2 separate regions of the Danio rerio genome follow, and region 2 is linked to region 1. A link is a contact called in public HiChIP or PLAC-seq data. All regions are on one chromosome and are shown on one strand. The core of a region is the stretch at or near the end of the contact, and the rest is flanking DNA. Distances in the headings are between cores, read along the strand shown.

Region 1 (3,778 bases), core at 358-2,857:
CCCAGACAATAAGAAAGCCTCGAGCGCACTGTCCTCACTGTTCACAGGCAGAATTTTAATTGGAAAATTGAGAGTAGGGAGCTTTTTAAAACATAGCTAGATATATTTCTGTCCAAACAAAAGCGTAGCATAGTTTTTACGGCCGACTCTATTTCTTGCTCGAGAGAATTACGACATAGGAAAACAGTGAAACAACCCTCATTTACTTTCTTTTCCCGGGAACACATTTTATAGAGCTCCACAGCAAATTAACTCCATTTCACTGCCTCAAAATCTTGTGCGAATTAACCCTGTTTAGCAATTGCGTACAGGGTTACACAATACATTTCACCTGCGTTTGCTGCTTGTTTATGGTTTATTCTATTTATATGGGATTTGGCTGCCCACATCTCGGTCGATTGCTTTGTAAAATCTGGCAGTGAGTAAGCAAGTGGGTGCCTGTGTTTCTGCACGTCTCTCACGATCATCTCTAGGACTTATCAGGCCAACATAGACTTAATCACGCATGTTTCGTCTAATGGTGCAACAGAGTGAAAAACCAGGGAGACGGGAAAGATGAGAGCATGCATGGATGGTCAGAACTTTCCAGCAAGCAGTGAAGCCTCAGTCTGTGTAAGATTGGTGGCAATTAAAAAACCCAAGCATCAATAATGTTGATTGTTTAAAATAATTACACACTGGGTTTTGAACTCAGTCATGCATTGGCACTTAAAACCTACAAATTATACAGCTGATTAATTGGTTTAATATTTAGCTTCAGCAGTTCACTTTCAACCATTCACAGTCAAAAGAATGCACTCATATCCTGTGCCCTTAAATTCTCTCTCCATCATCACTACACCAGGCTTTTCGTTCGGGAACACAGCCTGTTTTTAGGCCAATATATACTTAGTGCTGAAGCAGTGTTGATTATAGGACCGTCAACTATTTGAAGTTAAACCCTTTTATGGACCATTTTCACATTTTCGGGTTTGGAATAAAAACATTGGCAGGACAGATGTCTGGAGAATACATCTGAGAGCAAAGCTAATGTAATTTTTGTATTTGTTTCAAAAGAGTAAGGAAGAAATTTCCAAAATTCAATAGTCTTTCTTAAAGGAAAAGCCAAATTTATCATCACTCAAGATATTTGAAACCTTACTGCATTAGTGTTCACTTTTTAGGTAAGGAATTATGCCAAAGTACAATTTTATGTATTGTAGTTTAAGAATTTTAAGAATTATTTATTTAAAAAACAAACAAGCAAACAAACAAAACAATTAACAGTATTAAAAACAGCAATACTGGAAAGTATCACTTTTTTTTAAAAAAAATAACTTGCATTTGATCATTTTCTTTAGCATCATGGTTGGTCAGAAAATGATTTTAATACACTGATTTGGTGCTTAAGACATATTTCATCAATGCTTAAACTGTTGTGCTGCTTAATGCGTTATATTTTTGCTAGGATACTTGGAAATCTTGGACAAATACTTGGAAAAATAATATTTAAATTACATAAAATAACCTTAAATACAATTTAATTACTGTGGAAATGCATCATCTCAATGTGAAAATGGTCCACTGAACAGAGACGAATATCTCATTGTGCATTACTGCCCTCTAGTGGACTCATTCAGGTAATGCTAGGTGAATTACTAGTGCCCCACGGGAAGAAAGCGGAGATAACGTCGTTCACTGAGAGGTGAATGAATTGAATAGTACACCATTTCTTTCATGCTTCCCGTGGGGTTTACAACCCTGAAACAAACAAACAGCAATCCAAAGAGAGCCAGAGGGAACTGAACAATGCATGAAGCGGGCACTGTGCCATTGGGAGCCTAGTGGGTTAGATTTTTTTTTTGCTCTCCATCTAAATGTAACATTGTATTCGTCTGATTCTGTGTGGCTTGTGAAGGCTGGCAGTGAAGGGGGAACCAGAGGGGTCCGATCTGTCTGGCTCCTCATTGACATTCTCCTGGGCAGGGCCGATGGCTAGGCCGTGACTCTTAACGGCTATTTGTTGTGAGGATGGTCTTCTCTGGCTGGGCCGCACAAAGAGACCCAGTGTCAGAAAGACACTCTGAATGCAGCTCCCCAGCGGCCCGACTCAGCCCAGACAACCGAGCTCACATTCGATTCAATGGACTGCAGAGAAAACCAAGCCAGTCCGAGCTAAAGAAAAAGCAAGTGTTGTAAACGCTCTGTTCTTATTCTAACATGTGTAAGGGATAAAAAAAAGGCTAAACTTTTTAGTTTTGGAAATAAACCACAAAATAAATAGGTCCACCCAACAACATATGTCCCTGTACGTAACATATAATCATTTCCACAGTGCTTCCCTGCTCAATCCAGAAAGCATGGGCTGATTCCTCCATGATTTTTGGCGAACGCTCTACTCAGTCACCCATTTACATCTGATATTCCAGCACACAAGTCTGTAGACAAAGTCAGATGGCAGTTTTCTTGATTGCTTCCTGACACTTAACAGGTTAAGGGAGGGAGGGGCAGTCAGTCACTTGACATCAGATAAGATCACTCGAGAATCTCCAGTGCCGCTCGGCCACTTTGCGTTCACATCAGGTCTGGCCGACAAGCACATTTTAGCGCAACTTACATACACACACACATACAAACAGACAACCAGACACAAGGAAGTTAGAGCTTGTCTGAAAATGCCCCAGGACGCTTAAAAGAAGCATTCACAGGTGCAAACGGAAGGTGAAAATGAAACGGATCACTTCCAGGGCGTGAGATTACACAGACAGACAATCTGCGATTACGCTAAACAGTCAACGTAGCCTTTCGCAGGATTATGATGAAGTATTTCACCTCCCATCACCTAACCATCCGTTTATTCCCAAGCGATCCTTCCATTTGATTAGACAGGGCGCTAACGTGCTAAGTGGCGTCACCCCGCGGGCTGGGGAGGACGGCGGCTTTAACACCATCAACCGCTAATGCTCTCGTTCTCTCACTCTTGGTGGTCCTAGAGCTCAGCCACTGGGTGGGGGACTTTAAAGACACTGGATGGCAGTGAGAGAGAGGACAGGAAGGGCATGATTACAGAAGGAGTCTGAGTCTTGGGGGTGATGGGACCTGAAGGGTGTGAACGGGCCTGGACTCATTGGCCGTTTGGGTTGCGCTCACCTACACTTTTAACCAGCAGGTGGCTGTAGTCCTGTAGCTCATTGTGCCCCCGCTGAGTGTGGTGACCTGGCCGTATTAACGCTGCATTAGTGCGTGGCTGTATTGGATATGGATGATGGTTAGAAGGGGTTGCATTGTTGCTGTTGAAATTGAGCCCGTCTCTGGACCACCGCAGTTGTTCGCCATAGTCCGACTGAGTGGTAGGAGCTGAAACCACCCTCCTTCGGTCAGGTGAGTCCTGAGGGGTTGCTGGATAGTTGTATTCCCCAGTGGAGTTGCGGGTAGGTGGAGCGGACGGTCGACTGCCCTGCTCCCTTTGATTTGGAGGGTGGGCGAGGATAAGGTACCTTTGGCGCTCTGAATGAGGGGGAACATCGCCTGATCCTTCCTGCCGGCCACCCTGAAGGTATTTGGAGCTCAGGTAAATGATTGCAGAGTTTGCTGGGCAGGGTGTTCCTGTCTGGGCCAGGAAAGTATGGCTCTGGTCCCAGTCGCAGTCTGTGAGATGAACATTAGGACTGGGACGTTTCTGCTGCAGAGGTGTCTGTTCTGGAGTGGGAAGTCCTGTGTCGATTTCTCCAGATTTAGGCCAGCCGTTAGTGAACATGTTTTCAATCTGCGAGCGAGGTCGTTCACTGCCGCTGATGCG
Region 2 (3,778 bases), core at 827-3,326, 260 kb after region 1:
GAGAAAGAGGTAAAAAGGTGAAAGAGGAAAGGATGGAAAAAAATAAGATAAATAAGTCAAGAATAGGGAAGGAAGGGAAAAGAATTAAAATAAATGAAGCTGAAAGGGTGATCCGGTGGCATAGTGGTTAGCATTGTCACCTCACAGAAAGAAGGTCGCTGGTTCGGGTCTCGGCTGGGTTAGTTGGCATTTCTGTGAGGAGTTTGCATGCTCTCCCCGTGTTTGTGTGGGTTTCCTCCAGGTTCTCTGGTTTCCCCCACAGTTCAAAAGACATGCACTATAGGTCAACTAAATAATTAAATTGGCCGCGGTGTATTCGTGTATTGGTGTTTCCCAGTACTGGGTTGCAGCTGGAAGGCCATCTGCTGTGTAAAACATTTGCCGGATAAGTTGGCAGTTCATTCTGCTGTGGCGACCCTTGATGAATAAAAGGACGAAGCCGAAGGAAAATGAATAAATGAATAACCGAATAAAGCTGCAAAGTAAAATACATTTTAAAAAGAGAAAGGAAGGAGGAGGAAATTAAAACAAAAACGTAAAGTGAGAAGTAAATGGAAGAAGCAGTAAAAGAAAATTGATAAAGGAAAACTTAGCAAAACATAAACTTTAAAGGATTAGGGGAATAAAAAAAAGCTAAATCTAAAGTGAAGAGAAGGGGAGTCATGGTGGCGTAGTGGGTAGCATGAATACCTCAGAGCAAGAAGGTTACTGGTTCGAGACCAGACTGGGTCAGTTGGATTTTCTGTGTAGAGTTTTGCATGTTCTCCCCGTGTTCACAAGAGTTTTCTCCGGGTGCTCCGGTTTCCACCACAGTCCAAAGAAACGCGCTACAGTTTAATTGAAAAATCTAAATTGGTCATAGGGGATGTGTGTGAATGAGAGAGTGTATGGGTGTTTCCCAGTGTTGGGTTGTGGCTGAAAGGGCGTCCGCTGTGTAAACATTTGCTAAATAAGTTGGCGGTTCATTCCACTGTGGTGACCCTGATGTATAAAAGGACTAAGCCGAAGGAAAATGAATGAATGAATGAATGAAGCTGAAAGCATGTAAAGTAAAATATATTTTAAAAGAAGAAATGAAGGAAAAGGAAATAAAAACAAAAAACTTTTTTATTATTATAAAAAAGACAATATATAAGAAAATGTAGAGAAAAGAAATAGAGGCAGAAACCAAAGGAAATTAGTGGAAATGAAAGGAGAAATGAAAATGAGGTACAAGTAAAATGAAAGAAAGCAAAAAATGTGAAAGGTAAGCAAAGACAAGGAAAAGAAAAACAAATACGAATGAAAACAAAAGATAGAGAGTAAATGAAATGAAAAGGCAGAAAATACCATAAAAATGACAACGTAAAATTTAAGAAATTGAAAAATTGGAAATAGGAAAAGAAAATTAAAGAGGAAGAGGAAAAATACCAAATGGAGAATAAGAAGAAAAGAATAAAGAAGAACAAAAAGGAAAACAAAGAAATAAGGAAGAAAAGCAAACACCCTGAAAAGTAACACAAAACAATTCTCACTTTCACCTAATTATGAGCTTTTTTGCCAATCAATTCTGCATTCACACATTTGGCTCCACATGAAAGATGTGGCAGCTCAGAAATCTCAGATGGGGTGATTATTAAACTGCAGGGAGAAGTGGTGATAGCTGAGGGGGAATAGAAGAGAAGCTCTATTACATTTTAATAGGAGGAGCCGTGACCTCCAGCACCACCTTATGGCAGGTCAGCAGAGAGGTTAACACTCCGGGGGCAGGAGGATCATGGGAAATGAGGTTTTTAGAGGTCACTGGTTAATGCCATTATTTCTCCCTAACTGCGACTCCAACACTAAACTTCAACAGACAAGTAGGGGACAACAGAGAATTGCAAGACCAGGCTGGGTGGGCATCTCCACTTGTGGGCCCAGCGTGCTCCTCACCTTCTCTTTCGGCGAGCTCTACATGCTAAGTGAGAACATTGTTCCGGTCAATTTGTTCCTTTCAGAGTCCCAGTGGGCAGTGTCCTTTAGCCTGACAGCACACTGAGAGAAAGCACTCTGTCTGGAAGGGTCTGACATCAAGACAAGAGTGAGGGAGAGACAGAAAGACGCAGGGAGAGAAAGAAAGAGCGAGCGCCGGGCCAAAAAGGGCGGGACGACTGAAGGGACGGTTTGAGATATGGAGAAATCGAGAGCTGACAAAAGGAAAAGAAAGAAAAGGGAAGGAAACCGGATGACAGTAAAAGACCAATAAAGAGGACAGAAATGACAAGGGAGTAAGGAGGCCCTGTGCTGGGGAGTGCAAGGGGAACAGTGCCCCTCTGGCCACAGACAGCCCTCAAAAAGGATCTGTGGGGCGGGTTAAGCAGTCGCAGGTGACACAAAACCCCAAGGGCAACTGTAAGCGTGCATGTGTGTGTGCGCGCGTGTGCCCCCTGTGCCCGCAGCACCTGTTCCCTCGGCACAGCAGCCTCAACACTTGCTCTGAGGGGTGAAGTGCGGCTGTTGGGGGAAAAGGCACTCTTGAACAGGGCACCTATTCAAGAAACCTGGAACACGCTCTGCATTTCCCTTCCTCCTCCTCTTTTAATTTCCTCCAATCACATTTCAGAATATCACACAAATTATACTGCAGTAAAATCAGCAGGGGGCTTGCTCAAGCTTGATGCATGTTGTTGGGGAAAGTTGCACATCCCAACCATAAGAATGGCTGGTAATAAATTAGCTATGTGTTTGCTGAGGATTAAAGCGGCTTAGCTGAACAATCGCTTAAGATGTGGAATGCATTAAAGATGTAGAATAAAACAACGGCATCGGCGGAATTGAAATCGTTAAGAATGTGAGAAAGCGAAACCTAAGTGGGTTAACGGCTGTGACTTTTTGTACAATAGGTACTTTTTGTACATTAAATTATGCAGTAGCTGGATTTAAACTTGAGTGAATGAAAATACATTGATGAAAAATGTCCAGGCGACACATGTATGCTGGATATGCTGGAATAGTTGGTGGTTCATTTCGCTGTGGCGACTCCTGATGAATAAAGGGACTGAGCTGAAGGAAAATTAATGAACAACGTCAAAATGTTTAGTTACTTTTAAATCTATGTTAAACTTACATGAAATGTGATTGCGATGTCGCCTATTTGCATTGTAGGGAAATCAAATTTTCTTCTATTTGTTTTTTGTGACACTGCATAAATTTGAGAATTAACAAACTGAAGCAATGTAATTTTGGTAAAACTATTTTAAAATATCATGGACATTTAATCATTTAATTGACCCAGCAAGGAAATACAATAAGCTAGGGCCATACAATATTAGAAAAATCTATACACTGTTGCGGAAAATGTCAAATATTCGTGTTTTGCGTTCTGGAAATTATTTTATCAGTCACTCTCATTGGTTGATGATTGTTGTTTCGCGCGCAGTGAGCAGTGAAAATAAATAATGGCATAGTGGCCTGCCTAAATAATATTTGTATTTTAAAAATGGTAAAAATGCAGTCATGAATATTAGCTTTTTTTTTAAACCACATGTAAATCTGATAATGAGCCTGATCAAAAAAGATCTTGAGAAGATAAAACTGGGGTGAATGGATCAAGATAGCGGGAGACAGAAGCAAAGCGATGTCAGGTCAGCCAGAAAACATGACAGAAGAGTTAACTGGGGGCTCTTCTTGAAGATTAGACTGAGTGAATAATTTAATTATTTGTTTTTCACTTGGTACATAATAGTGAAGTGGATAGTGATTGTTCATACGATTTATGTTTGTAGCTACATGTTTTTATTATCCATGACTGACCTAT

The links. HiChIP or PLAC-seq counts read pairs in DNA pulled down with a chosen protein or histone mark.
Region 2: an H3K4me3 HiChIP or PLAC-seq map of embryo shows a contact between it and region 1, with 3 times the contacts expected there. The contact joins two enhancer-like sites. A contact is called at or near these places in 4 of 18 Hi-C or Micro-C datasets (caudal fin, embryo, fibroblasts and 1 more) and 2 of 4 datasets of contacts at active chromatin or transcription factors (caudal fin and embryo).

The regions. Positions count from the first base shown.
Region 1 is chr8:20,801,559-20,805,336 of GRCz12tu, forward strand. sema6bb (sema domain, transmembrane domain (TM), and cytoplasmic domain, (semaphorin) 6Bb) reads right to left here. Exons shown (of 19, transcript XM_073910233.1): 19 at 1-3,778. The coding sequence ends at 3,104. Among named protein-coding and RNA genes, the nearest start is that of rorca, 42 kb to the left of the region's middle. Within about 2 kb of position 1,608, at least 5 of the 62 cell types and tissues checked have an H3K27ac peak or open chromatin away from gene starts, as enhancers often do.
Region 2 is chr8:21,057,900-21,061,677 of GRCz12tu, forward strand. The region is part of intron 3 of sema6bb (sema domain, transmembrane domain (TM), and cytoplasmic domain, (semaphorin) 6Bb); the gene reads right to left. Among named protein-coding and RNA genes, the nearest start is that of si:ch73-272h24.1, 26 kb to the right of the region's middle. Within about 2 kb of position 2,077, at least 13 of the 62 cell types and tissues checked have an H3K27ac peak or open chromatin away from gene starts, as enhancers often do.